2 separate regions of the Rattus norvegicus genome follow, and region 2 is linked to region 1. Evidence: chromatin contacts called from public HiChIP or PLAC-seq data. All regions are on one chromosome and are shown on one strand. Each heading gives the region's core, a stretch centred on a gene start, on an enhancer-like site or on the middle of the called end of the contact. The rest is flanking DNA. Distances are from core to core; before and after follow the strand shown. Region 1 overlaps LOC120093628 (a long non-coding RNA gene). Region 2 holds the start of Tspan31 (tetraspanin 31).

What was found. HiChIP or PLAC-seq counts read pairs in DNA pulled down with a chosen protein or histone mark.
Region 2: an H3K27ac HiChIP or PLAC-seq map of oligodendrocytes shows a contact between it and region 1, with 2.6 times the contacts expected there. The contact joins the promoter of Tspan31 here to the enhancer-like site in region 1. A contact is called at or near these places in 4 of 12 Hi-C or Micro-C datasets (frontal cortex, liver, mammary epithelial cells and 1 more) and 1 of 1 datasets of contacts at active chromatin or transcription factors (oligodendrocytes).

Annotation. Positions count from the first base shown.
Region 1 is chr7:64,638,055-64,642,094 of GRCr8, forward strand. LOC120093628 (a long non-coding RNA gene) reads right to left here. Exons shown (of 2, transcript XR_005487032.2): 2 at 1,642-1,946. Among named protein-coding and RNA genes, the nearest start is that of Atp23, 25 kb to the left of the region's middle. Within about 2 kb of position 1,872, at least 14 of the 93 cell types and tissues checked have an H3K27ac peak or open chromatin away from gene starts, as enhancers often do.
Region 2 is chr7:64,775,476-64,779,515 of GRCr8, forward strand. Tspan31 (tetraspanin 31) reads right to left here and starts at 2,282. Exons shown (of 6, transcript NM_001008378.1): 1 at 2,127-2,282; 2 at 1,381-1,548; 3 at 935-1,015; 4 at 500-631; 5 at 298-411; 6 at 1-210. The coding sequence starts at 2,189. The coding sequence ends at 136.

The DNA of each region.
Region 1 (4,040 bases), core at 622-3,121:
CAGTTGGGAGATCCTAAGAGATCATTGTGTACATAAAGAGATGTTTGAGGAATGTTCCCAGTCTTTGCAACAGGGGAAAACTGGCCCAACTTTAATGTGCACTAACCGGAAATGGCTACTTAATTGTAATCTATTCAAATAATCTAGTTTACTCCACTCCGAATCAACTGACTCTGAAAATCTACCAACATGGAGACCTGGGAAACATAATATACGGGGAAAGATGCAAGTTTCAAGAAAACTCACACAGTAACGATATCGAAAACACTGTGTTAGAAAGATAAACACCAGATTCAGGAGCCAGGCATCTCGGGGAGGTGTAAGTGGGGCCTGTCAGAGGGACGATTATCTGGATTGACAATGTGGCTTTTCAAGGTGTTTTCCTTCCCTTTTAAGATTTATTTTTCATTTATGTGTATGCATGTGTATGATTGTGCACGTGTGGATAGCTTCACACATAAGCCAGAAGCAGGAATCAGATCTCCTGGAGCTGGAGTACAGGTGGCTGCAAGCCAAGCTCTCTGGCTTCTGAGCCTCGGGGAGAGCAGCAAGCAGTCTTTATTGCTGAGCCATCTCTCCAGCCCCGTGTTTTCCTCCTTGAGTCGTTTATATGTCTTTTTTTTTTTTTTTTTTTGGTTCTTTTTTTCGGAGCTGGGGACCGAACCCAGGGCCTTGCGCTTCCTAGGTAAGCGCTCTACCACTGAGCTAAATCCCCAGCCCCGTTTATATGTCTTAACTAACACAGAATAACATCCTGTAAATGAAATGTCTGTATAAGCCAGACACTATGGTGGGTGACTAGTCTCCGCTATTTGGAAGGCTGAGTCAGGTGGATGATGGCCCTGAGAGCCAGTCTGGCCAGCAGTGCAGTGTGCTCCCATTTCACAAGGAGATGAACCAGGGGGCAGTGGTGAGGCTCGCCTTTAATCCTAGCACTCCAGAGGGGGTAGATCTCGGAAAATTCGACACAGCCTGGACTACAGAGCAAGTTCCAGCCAGGGTTACACAGAGAAACCCTATCTAAAAAAAAGAAAGAAAGAAAGAAAGGAAAAAGGAGGAAAAGAAAGAAAAGGAAAAGAAAGGAAACGGAAGAGGGGGCTGGAGAGATAGTTCAGTGGTTAAGTGCACTTCCAGAGGTCATGAGGTCAAGTTCTAGCAACCAAAAGGTGGCTGACAACCTTCTGTAATGCATCCGATGCCCTCTTCTGATAGGTCTGAAGACAAAAACAGTGTATTCATACACATAAAATGAATAAAATCTTAAATAAAATCTTTATTTAAAAAGACAGTTTTCAAAAGAAAGAAGGAGGAGAAGATAAAAAAGAACCTGGAGCTGGAAGTTCATACTACACATGAATAAGGCCCTGAGTTCAGTTAAAAAGGAAGAAAGACTTAATGTACATAAACTTTCTACTAATTCTTGCTGCTATTTCTCTCACAAGTCTGTCAGCACATATGATAACACTGCAGATGTTTGCTAAGATAACCTTAGCTGTTTGCTTTATATCACCCAACTGTTAAAGGCGTGAATTTTTCCTGCGGGGGTGGGGGTGGGGGTGGGACTGAAGACCAAATCCAGGACCTCAAACCCACCAGGATAGAACTCTACCTCCGAGCTGCATCCTTCACTCCGATATAAGCTTTTTTTCACCTAAAAACTTTATTTTTTTTAAAGAAATTTATTCAAACAGAAAATTGGGGTCCCTAAACACATCCACAGAGTGGAACCAGGTGGTTCCAGGTCCTCCATGCTGTTTGTTGAGCCTCAGGGCCTTCTGTCTGGTGATGCAGCTCAGCTGAGTCAGGATCCACCCCATTGCAACCTAGGAGACTGACTGAACCGTTGGGATTGCAGCTAGAGCCGACATTTGGCTCATACCATGGGTACAGGAGGATCTGTGAAAGCTCTTCTTGGGCTCAGGAGTCACACTCAGCAAAATGTGTGGCTAAAAAGGAGAGGAGAAAGATGTAGTAAAGCCAAGGGTTCTCTGGGCGTTGACTGACCCCAGAAAGCCAAGCCCCATTTCTCCACCTGGCCCCAGGCCAGGAGTAGAAACAAAGACAAGTAATTATGACCCAGAGCCTCCCACCCCAGTGAAGCCAGAATTGCCCTGCTGACACCAAACGGCTACTATGTAAAACTTCCGAATGTGAAGGCTCCAGGTTCTTCAACAGAGTAGTGAAACTCTTGACAACCCTTCTGTCCGCTGAGAGGACCCCTGATGATACCTGCTCTCCTGAAGAGAGGAAGAGTCAAGCAAGGTAACAGTCATCTGTACAAGGAGGCCCTTAGGAAACGAGTTTATCTATCGTTTCCTTCCTCTACAGCCGGCATTTCCAGTTCAGTCTTCACCACACAAAAACAGTACTTCTTTGTATCTCTTCCAGAAGGAAGAAGAAGCAACAAAAGTCCAAAGTTACAGTTGCAGTTCGACAGAGCAGCTGAATTCCCGCAGCTGTCTTGTCGCTGAAGGGGAGGCTGTCGGCTGGAGGGATGACTATCTGCTGAGTACTGACTACTCTTCCTCAGGACTCTGTTCAGTTCCCAGCGCCCACAGGGCAGCTCACAACTGTCCAAGGAACCGGACATCTCTCTGGCCTCCGTGGGCGCACGGTACACAGACATACGCGCAAGCAAACACCTGCACCTATAAAAACTTGCTTTAAATGTTGACTTTTTTTTAAGTAGAGGCTCTGGATGGTAGGACAATGTGGAGGGAAAGGACACTCGTTTCCAGCCTGGCTGTAGCTGATGGAAGGAAACCTGCAACGTGGTGAATCGTGAACTCCACCGAAGCCTCGTTCTCCAGACGAGGTCACTCTGGTTCAAAGAGAAGAAATAGCCCTGCCCAAAGCAGCTCTGGTGGCCTCCTGGCCTACCTGCAAAGACTCAGGACTCTTCCCATCCAGGGAACCTCCAACCTCGGTCTCTCTCCTCTGTTCGCCCCACCCCCGCCCCCTGAAGACCTGTCTTCAACTTGAGCACGTGCTCAACTTATGACATCTTCTATGCAGATTCTCTTCCCTGGCTTCCAGGCCCCTGGGCATTCCTGTTTGAGCCCAGAGTCCAGACAAACAAAGAGTACCTGGCCTCCTCACCTCCCTCCAACAGTCAACATCACTTGGAGCCCTCTCTCCCTCCCCAAACCACTCAATCACTCAATTCTTTCTTCTAAACAGCCCCCTACCTCCCTCTCATGCTTGGTTCTTTTTCTCCTAACTTTCCAGCACTGAGACCTGATGTTGGCCTCCCTCCAAACCGCCTCCCTAGGGGCCTCCCTTTGTCCTTACACACTGCTGTAGGATCCTCAAAAATACTGTTGACCTGCATTCCCATTCGGCTGGGGGATTGGGTGGCGATTGCTCCCTCTGCCTTCGCGGGATCACAGTTCATGCTCCGCCCACACTCAAAGCGCTTTCAAGAGAGTGGCCGGCCACCCTGCAGCGTTCCAGCCTCAATCCTCACCACCTCAGTGTTCCAAAAAGATCGCCCACTCTATTCACTCCCCCCCAACACCACGCTCCTTCCTCCCTCCCACTGAGACACCTAGCAGGCTGTCCCCTCCTGCCTCCAGCTCATGCCCACCTGCAGCCAAGGTCCCCAGAGGAGCTCTCCTCCCAAAGTCTGCAGGACTCATTATCCAAACTATTCATCCCCAGGTAATTACGCACGGCCTGTGACTCTCCTCTGTTTAGCCTGAAACAGGTTTTGAAGCTGCCTATGCTGCTTGATCCAGCCCCTGCTTCTGTGTCTGCCTACCTCATCACAAGGCTGTTTCTCCCCACAGTGCCTAGGAGTTAGACAGTAGATGCTAGATATATGTGATGGTTGGTTTTTCTTCCCACATACAGTGTCCTCAAAAGCCAGAGCAGATCAGAACAGTAAGCCCCTGCCTTAGAACCCTGACTACCAGAATTTTCTCCTAAGTCCTCAGGATCCAAAACAGGCACCCGGGGTGTCAGCCGGTTGCTCGGACACACTGCTATTCACAGAGGCTGTTGGCCCACCTCTGAAAGGAGGCCCCATCCCGCGTGGGTTT
Region 2 (4,040 bases), core at 1,032-3,531, 140 kb after region 1:
GCTGGCTGAGTGTGGTGATGCCTGCAATACTGGCAGGAGGCTGAGGCAGGAGAATGCGGAGTTCAAGGCCCTCCATGGCTAGAGCTGGGTAGAAACCAGCCGAGGCTGCAAAGATCCTGTCTGGGAGATCAAATCTCATAGAAAGGCACTAGGATTGGCTCGAGGGTCTTTTTGATTCCGGAATCTCATTGCTAGCCAAACACCGAGGATCTGCAGGAGAGGGAGAGAAGGCGGGTTGTTTCCAATCATGGGGTTGAAGGTTCACTCACACGTGTGTGCATGAGGGAACATCATTACCTCTGTGAAACTGAAGAAGAGCCCAACACCTCCTAGGATCTTGAGAGCTTTGTCTGAATGTTTTAGGAATGTCTCCCCACACATCTGGCATGGAGAGCTCCTAGTTTTGCACAGCTGGGGACAAAAAGAGAATGCAAAGCCGCTCACTTGCCACATCCCAACAGCAGTCAATGTCCCATAAATGACAACTCCTTCAACTTACTGCACTGCAGGAAGCATCATCATGTAGGTGCACGGTTGTAAGGTTAAACAAACCACAGCAGTCAAAACTTCTCTCCAGTTCATGCCTGGTACTGTTGCTCAAGACCCACCACGAAGCATTGATGACATCTGCCTAGAGCACCCAGGCATAGGAACATTAGTCTCCCTGCATCCTGCTCAGTTCAAGAGCTTCTATTTCCCTGCTCCTGTAAGGGCAATCCCACAGAAACCACTGCGCGGTATCGTGCAGCACGCACAGTCCTTGGTAATGTCAAGTGTCTTTCTCAGGTTCTCTGCATCTTGGGGGAAATAATCACACATGTCAGGGAGCAGACACCTGTGGGAGCAGTGGGTCTGAGCAGGACAGGATGAGGGGGTCAGACTAAGGTTTAAAAGGTGGGGAAAGCAAGCAAGTACTGAAAGGGCTTACCCTTACCTGTGTGTTTCTGTTAATAGCCAGACATGAGCAAGAGATTCCAAACTGGAAGATGAAGACCAAACCCAGGATGATCATATACTGAGAAGAAGTTATGGCAAAAGAATCTGGTTTCCATTTAAAATACCTCATTCAGGGAGAGACAGGCAAGCAAACCTGTATGGAGGCCAGCCTAGCGTGAGTTCCAAGCTAGGACTACCACACAGCATGATCCCGGTTTTTGTCTTTAAAATCTCACCACTGTAATTCTAACTGCAATGTGGCAGGCAAGGGGGCAGAGTTCAAGGCCCTTCTCTGTTCCCAAAACTGCACCTTTATCAAGTTGGGGGTGGGAGGGATCATCAACTTCTGGGGATTACAGAATAAGAACGAAGAGACATGTCTGAGGTCCCCTGCCCAGGAAAAGCCTGCTCAGCCCCCAATCCCAATCACTTAGGTCAGGATACAAAGAAAAGCAGCACTTGATGGTGGTTCACGGCACCCACCAGTCCAGCCACTGCAATGAGGAGAAGGAAGACTCCCACAGCAATGACTCCTCCAATGATGTGAATGCTGGACACCACACCGAGGCCCTTGCCCCAGGCAGCTACGCCAATGAGCAATAAGCCCACAAGCTGCAAGAAATAGAAAGAATACACTTTATCCAGCCTGATATGGTGTCTCAGACCTGAAACCGAGGCATTGCCAAGTTCCAGGCTAGTCTGTGCTAGCTCACTACACAGTGAGACCCTGTCATCACCAAAGAATTCTACCATGCATCACAGCCCAAGGCTATTACAAGGGGACGTGGACTTAACAAGGTAAGCGCTTGAGGTGTGCAGTCGGTACTATTCATCTCTAGGCGCGCTTCCCAAGTAACTGGGAGTAGCTGGGAGAGAGTAGGGCAAGGTACTCAAGATACAAATGGAAACCTTGGCGTTGTCCAGCATCTCTATTTTGAGAAGAAACTGGAGCAGAAGTGAAGACTGGAACTATAGGCCCGCAGTCTTCAATTCACCTCTGCCCACCACCAAACAAGCCCCCATCACCGGAAGTCTCTCCTCTTCACGGAAGTAACCAGGAATTCCCTCTTCGCCGGAAGTTTCTGGGAAGCTTCCCAGAACCCCCAGTACACCCATCTCCACTCCGGAAGTCCCCTAGAAACTCCCCCATTCTTTCCGCCCCGGAGCTTTCCCCATTTCCAAAACCTCACCATATAAACCACGTTGAGAGCGCACAGCGCATTCTTGGAACAGGCAAATCCGCCGCAAGCCATCTCCCCAGATCTGGGGACCCGAATGGTCCCAAGACTTGTGGGGAGGGTACTGAGGACCGTCTTGTAGGAATCCAACAGCGTCTATCGCTTTAAATCCAAGCCAGCCAAACCAATTCTCTGCGCCTGCACCGTCCCACCCCTGCCTCTGGATTGGCGAAACTCGTGGCTAATCCAGGACATCCAGGACTTCAATGCCAATCATTCTGCATTACGTCACCAGCCCGCCTCTCAGTCTTTCCCTTAGTTTCTTCATTGGACGAAACTTAAAAAGAAAAGAAAAGAAACTGAGGCCAGGGTTTCTAGACAGTGTTTTAGGGACCAGAGATTGGATTCCCGAGCACGGAGTTTCGAGACTAGGAACCCAGGAAGATACTCAGGTGAACAGAAAAACGGGAGCTTGTAGAGGTGGGAGGAAGAGGCTCTGCACCTCTAAAGATTACCCTTCCCCGCCGATTTCCCGATGATCTCACGATGATGCCATCGTTTTGTTGTTAGTGCGTCATACTCTGGAACAACAAGAGGAGCCAAATGAACTATGTAGCCCAGCTAGGAAGGATCCAAGTCAGGCATAGCAATAGCGGGCAAATCCTCATGCATGTGTTAAATGCGTTTACTAGTACTCATGTTCCGTTCTGCACTCCTTTCTCTGCAGTGTGAACACGCCAGAAATTCAGGTGGAGACAGTGACTTGAGGCTGGTGCATTCCTGTTCGTGACAAAACCACAGGCACAGACGCTGGTGTTCTCTATACCTTTAGAACACAAATGTGCCTGATCAGGGCTGGCACATGGCACAGTGGGGGCGAGTCTGGAATATGAATAAATAGAGTCTCCATACTCTAAAATGTATTTATTTTTGTTTTATGTGCATTGGCGGTTTTGCTGCATGTATGTCTGTGTGAGGGTGTTGTATTCAGGAATTGGAGTTACTGTTGTGAGCTGCCATGTGGGTGCTGGGAATTGAACCCAGGTCCTCTGGAAGAAGAGCCAGTGCTCTTAGTCTCTGAGCCATCTCTCCAGTCCCGAGGTTTCATACTTTTCACTCCAGAGGGGGAGTAGTGGATGGCCGGTCGATAACGTTATTGCATAAGCGTTTGGACATAGTGCCCTTTGAGTGGAGTGACAAAGGACACAGCCTTTCTCTTCCTCCTGGGTAAAGAAGCAGCCTTGGTGGGAATGAAACCAGAAAATGCTCCCATCAACTCCACTCAGTGATGTGAATCTGTGTGTGCTCACATCCTGTGACTGCCGACAGCCAGTTTGTGCTGAAGTCAAACTGCACGGGTTTTAGCTTTATGGGCCAGGCACTTAAACCCCCGTATCTCGGGGCTAGGGATTTAGCTCAGTGGTAGAGCACTTACCTAGCAAGGCCCTGGGTTCGGTCCCCAGCTCCGAAAAAAAGAACCAAAAACAAAACAAAACAAACAAATAAAAAAAAAAAACCCGTATCTCCTTCTTCATCTGCAAAAGGGGGATAGATGGCCAAGCACCTACCCCTAACAATACTTCCCTAACAAATCTGGATCGTCGTGAGGACTAAAGGAGTTAGGATATGAGATGCCAGTACCGAGCAGCACTCAAGTATTGCCGTTTAGTCTATTTTTATGGAGTCCAGTAAATAATCCAAACACAACCCCTTTATCTCCAAATAAAAACATTCAAAGTTATTCTTCATATATCACCCTCAAGAAGATACTCTTGAGGGTCTAGAGTTGGCTCCAAGGCTAAGAGCACTTGAGTTCAGTTTCCAGCACCCAAGTGGTGGCTCATACCCTTCCAGAGCTCCAGCTCCAAGGGACCCAATACCTTCCTCCCACCTAGAGAGGCATCAGGCACGCACATGGCACAATAC